Regions from separate parts of the Mus musculus genome. Here region 2 is linked to region 1. The links are chromatin contacts, called in public HiChIP or PLAC-seq maps. All regions are on one chromosome and are shown on one strand. Each heading gives the region's core, a stretch centred on a gene start, on an enhancer-like site or on the middle of the called end of the contact. The rest is flanking DNA. Distances are from core to core; before and after follow the strand shown.

Region 1 (2,700 bases), core at 73-2,572:
GGAGCCAGATTGCTGCAGAATGAGGGGGCTCTTCCCACCTTCTCCCAGTGGCCCGGGCAAACAGCCTAGGGGCCTCCCCGCCAAAGGGAATGAACGGACCTCTGATTATTCCTTGTAAATTTTTCATGAGGACATCTGCCCATGCTCCTCTCCCTCTGAGTACCTCTCTCTCTCAGTCTCTCTCTCCTCACCACCTCCCTCTCTGTGTTCTCTCTTCTCTCCTTCTCACTCTCTCCTCCCCCTCCTCTCTCTCCTCTATCACTCTCCCCACCCCCACTCAGGTTTCATCTCACCTCTAACCCTTTCTCCTCTCCTTCCTTCCTCTCCCTCCTGTTTTTCTCTCTCTCTCCTCCCCTCCTCCCTCCCCTCCCCTCCTCTCCTCCCTCCTCTCTTTTTTATGTCTCCCCGTTCCTACCTCCCCTTCCTTTTCTCTCGCCTCCCCCTTCTCCTCCCTCTTTTCCCTCCCTCCCTCCCCCTCTCCCTGTGTTCAGACTCCTGACAACTCATGAAAAACGAGAGTCATTGGGCCTCAGCCGCCATTAGTCAAGACATGCCTGATGTGTGAACGTGGACCTCAGGCTGAGAGGGGCCAGGCTGCAGGGACTGGTCCTAGAGACAAAAGACCAAGCCGGATGGATATTATAGATAGGTAGGCAACAAAGCCTTCTGGACCGGTAGGGTTGGTTCTGCAGACAAGGGGCTCTGTGCTTGTACATCAGTGTGGCCCAGGCTTTCCCCGATGAACACTCTTGTCTCCCTGGCTCCTTGATGTGGCTCCCTGATCGAGGGCAGAGTCCAAATCCAAACAGAGAGATTGGAGATACACACACACACACACACACACACACACACACACATATGGTGTCGAATGCGCCTTAAATATCAAAATATATTAACTCTCATGTAAGGAGTACAGGGGTGGGGAATAAGCCTCAAAATCCTTTTTTCTGTACAGTTCAAACTAAGGACCTACAGCTCTTTCTCATTACTGCGCCCAATCATGCCGATGTCCTTTTTGTGCCCCCTTTGAAGTGACATGTGCTTCAATTTATTTTTAATCTTCTAAGTGACGTCGGGACTGCAGCCTGTGCACACGTGAAGTCTCTGCCCTTCTTGGCTGTTGTCTAAAGCAGTTTGGGCCACAACAAATCAGGCACTCAGTCCAGAGAGAGCCCAGGAACGATCTGAGGCCGGGGAGATGCGCAAAAGTGCTGCGCAGAGGAGGCAAAGTCATTAATAAACCCTTCACCATACACACCTTCCCTACCTTTGTGTAGGTCCTGGCCCTGGTCCTTGGGGACCCGCCATGGAGACACTCTGTGGAGCAACAGTGCCACCCAGTGGACAGTACTGGCAAATGACTGTCCCTTCTCTCTGCAGTCTCCCTGGGCCCTAATATCACATCTTTAAGCAGTTTTCTACATGAAAGGAGGCCTGCAACTGATTCAAAGCCACCTTGCCTTGGAAACCTGAGCATGCCCATAAAAGGCAGTGTGCACAGAACATTGAGGAATGTTTTTCGTTATGTTGGGGGTCTACCCCCAGCAGCTACTCTGGGGGGGGGGAGGGTAAGGGGGGATGTCAAAGGAAAATAAAATTAAATATACTTTTAAATCATACTTAATTTACTAATCAGTTCAAATAAATATGTGTATATACAAATGTGTGTGTGCGTGTGTGTGTGTGTGTGTGTGTGTGTGTGTGTGTGTGATGTTTGTCCAGTTACAGTCTCAGTGTTTAGTTGAAACATAAATTACATTAGCCCAAGCTCTTGTAACCCTCAGTATTGAGGGAAAATGGCTGAAATATCATCATATTTGGAGTTAGGCAGTGAGGTCAAAGTCTTGCCTGTACATAGATCTCACTCACCTGATAACCTGGACGGTTTCCATTTCCCATCTGCAGTCTTCAGTCACCCAGAAGGAGGCTGACGTGACAGCCAACGGTGACTTGCCCTATGCCTGGCTAGGTTCTGACTCTGCCTATGATCTTGAAACCTTCCCTCCCCTCTCTCCTTGGGTATTCCCTTTTGTCTTCAAGCAGAATCCAGCCCTTCACCCCCTCCTGGAGCCTTTTCTCCTCACGCCTCATGAATGTTGGTGAGGTGAGCACATTACATGGGCTTAAAAACTCCTAGTGAATCCACTGGTTTCCAAACTCACATGCATCCCGGATTGGGAGGCAGAAAGCGTCCTACAGATAGGGAATCCAGCCAAGGCCTGCCTCTTTCTGAGTCATCTGCAGTACAGAGTGGACTTCTCATACATAAACAAAAAGGATGGTTAATGCTTATTTTAACCAGTCTGTTACTTGAAGCCTTTAAATACTGCCCTACGGCATCTTGTAGAAAACATCGTTTGGTGCAGACTTTAAATAACTTAATATAAAATCATCGTGAGGGGAGGAGCTGAAAATCATCAACTCTGTGAAAGAATGTGAAATATGACCTAAAGTACATTAGATCCAGATCATTAAAGTCATCAAGTCATCGTCTTTCTCGTCCCCACCCACTGCAATGACTGACTTTGCTTACTGCCGTCACACGCCCTGCAAGGCTCTCAGTTGAGGAACTGACTCCATCAGATGGTCTATAAGGCAAGTCTGTGGGGGCATTTTATTGATTGATGTAGAAGGGCCCAGATCACTATGAATGACACGGACCCTGGGAAGGTGGTCCTGTGGTACAGAGAAAAGGAAGCT
Region 2 (2,700 bases), core at 130-2,629, 99 kb before region 1:
TGTTAATATATCTTTCATTATTGCATGTTCCTGTAATTGTCCTTATTGTCAGTTGTCATCGATCCATTGCTGCCCTTGGGAAAGCATCATGCAATATGTACTGCAGTGGGATCTATATTCCCAGGCATTCACTCAAGTCTTAGACTATCTTGGAGATGAGGAGGGACAACTAAGCCACTGCATCCTTTTGGAGAATAAAGAAAACATGTTTACTACTCATCTTAAAGGGCACAAAACTTTTGAAAGTACTTGTACTACTTGAACATGCAATATTACTCAGCATACTCAGACTGCTAGCAGAACACTTGCCTGAAAATGATAGCCAGTCAAACAGCAATGCTTTGGGGGATTAACAGAAGGTATTTCATGTACCCTGAGTCTGTTGCACAGACAACAAAGGCCATATTCTTAAAGATTTATTTATTTATTTTATGTAAGTACATCGTAGCTGTCTTCAGACACTCCAGAAGAGGAAGTCAGATCTCACTCAGGATGGTTGTGAGCCACCATGTGGTTGCTGGGATTTGAACTCAGGACCTTCTGAAGAACAGTCGGTGCTCTTAACCACTGAGCCATCTCTCCAGCCCGAAAAGGCCATATTCTTGAATGTGCAGCTGTCACCTGAGGTTTGGTTTGATCCAGGCAAGGACTGCCTACATTATCCTCCATTCAAAGCCCATTGTGATTTCCCATAATTATTTGGCATATGTATCATGAACCTCTAGGATTTTCAGCACCTGGGAAGCTTCTGGCCACCAGACCTAGGGGAATAATTACTTGTAGACACAAAAGTTAGCCAAAAGGCTCTTTCACTTACAAGACAAACCCTTTACAGATGCATAAATGCCCAAGCCTAGAGAAACAGCTGGCTATCACAATAGGGCACTGGTATGTCACCCTCTACCACAGAACTCCCAACATCATTATGTAGGGAAGCAAGAACACAGATTGCACAGATGTGACATAGTACATGCAAACATTCACAGAAAGGGGAGATTGGAAATAGGTATCCAGAGTGTTTACCTGTGGGTTAATTGGGGAAAATCAAAGTTACATTCTATGGCAGTTTGTTGGGAGCCCAAGGCAACCATGTCTACCTTTAGCAAAGAGAGGTCAGCACACACCACTAAAACGAATTGATAACTCTATTAACCACCACAATTAACAGTTTTGAATGGGGCTAGAAATCTATATTTTATCCCCAATTATTTTGTTGCTGTTTCCATTAGAGTTTTAAGGATCAATGTGGGAACAACCCAATATTGCTTTGGGTAACAGAAATTTTATTAATCCTATTCTCAGACTGGCAAAGCCAGGTCTGCCCTGTAACAAAATCCTCCAGCATGCATGGGGTTAAGAGGCAGCATCCAGCTCCACCCCCACACAGTGTGTTCATCTCACTGGCAAGGCAGCCTCAACCAATCTTTGAACACAAAAGCACAGCATGGAAGGGGGGCTGCCTGCCTCATGGTTTTCCTATGATTTCCTACATAAAAATGAGAGGAAAAACAAAATGCTAGGCTCCCCTACCCAGTCTTAGTAAGGATCCTTATTAGACGGATTGGTCACTGCTAGTGTCCTGAGTGAGATTCTATTTACTGGGTGCACAAAAGCAGACAAAGCCACAAATGAGCGGCTCTGTCACTCTTGCTCATAGGAGAGTGTACAATTCATGCAGGAGGCTCCTCCGCTTCTGGTCGCAATGTTTGTCAGGAGGCCTAAAATCCATATGTCATGGTTATCGGTTTACCAGGGAACAGGGCAGAGTATGTTAGGTACTGGTAGTGGCTTGGGTAGCAGATGGTGGTCTGCTCCCCTGACACACACACACACACACACACACACACACACACACACACTCACTATCCTACTTTTTTTTACTACCCCCTTTTTTCTCTAGTCCCTGGTTAGTTTTCAGTGGTCCTGAACCAGCAGGCTCTGGATTGCACATGTGATGTGACTTTCCCTGGGCCCCTTCTATTTTTAGCCACATGAAAGAAACCTAGAATCTGTAAGAAAGCTATCTCACCTTCAAGTTTCCCTAGAAAGAATTTAAATTTCTATTCAAAACAGAGCTTGTTATAATTGGGATAGGGATGCTCTTCCCTCAGGCACTATGAGTCAATTAATTGGTTTTTTTTGAAGTGTTAATGGGGAAAATTTTTTTGACCTTTTCCAGAGTTTTTCCATGGAAGCTATTCATGAAAATTGCTAAGCTATTAAGCAACCAATTTTGGAGGCCACAAAGCTCCATGAGCTGTGTAGGCTTGGTGTGGGGGTGGGAATAAACATACAGCATGGGTGACTTCTTTGGTCATATCAAGAAAAGTACCCGCTTGATTAAAAAAAAATCTCCTTTTATACAGAGGCGTAAGTGTGATGGATGGATAGATAATTTAAGAGAGAGAGAGACAGAAAGGAAGCAGTGAAATTGATTCTGCAAAGTCTGAACTACACCAAAGCAGCCCTTGTGGCCTTGGGTGCAGTCAGATCTTCCTAGGCATTGCCTATTCCATGTAATAAATTAAAGCAACAAGGGAAGAAAAGTATAGAGAAACCACTCACGAGAAGCAAGCTCCGGAACAGAGTTCCAGTGCATAGACGCCATCTAAAGATTCTTTCAGAGCCCTGAAGATCTCCAGTAAGCTTAATGGTAAACTGATCTTGGTGGGTGAATTCATGTCAGCAAATGCAATCGGT

What was found. HiChIP or PLAC-seq counts read pairs in DNA pulled down with a chosen protein or histone mark.
Region 2: a contact with region 1 is called in an H3K4me3 HiChIP or PLAC-seq map of embryonic forebrain, with 3 times the contacts expected there. The contact joins two enhancer-like sites. A contact is called at or near these places in 6 of 484 Hi-C or Micro-C datasets (cerebellum, cortical neurons, embryonic fibroblasts and 2 more) and 1 of 115 datasets of contacts at active chromatin or transcription factors (embryonic forebrain).

The regions. Positions count from the first base shown.
Region 1 is chr12:26,531,778-26,534,477 of GRCm38.p6, reverse strand. No RefSeq gene overlaps it. Among named protein-coding and RNA genes, the nearest start is that of Cmpk2, 64 kb to the right of the region's middle. Within about 2 kb of position 1,322, at least 45 of the 459 cell types and tissues checked have an H3K27ac peak or open chromatin away from gene starts, as enhancers often do. A contact at or near this core is called in cerebellum, cortical neurons, embryonic forebrain and 1 more, where this site is marked.
Region 2 is chr12:26,630,705-26,633,404 of GRCm38.p6, reverse strand. No RefSeq gene overlaps it. Among named protein-coding and RNA genes, the nearest start is that of 1700020D12Rik, 19 kb to the right of the region's middle. Within about 2 kb of position 1,379, at least 51 of the 459 cell types and tissues checked have an H3K27ac peak or open chromatin away from gene starts, as enhancers often do. A contact at or near this core is called in cerebellum, cortical neurons, embryonic forebrain and 1 more, where this site is marked.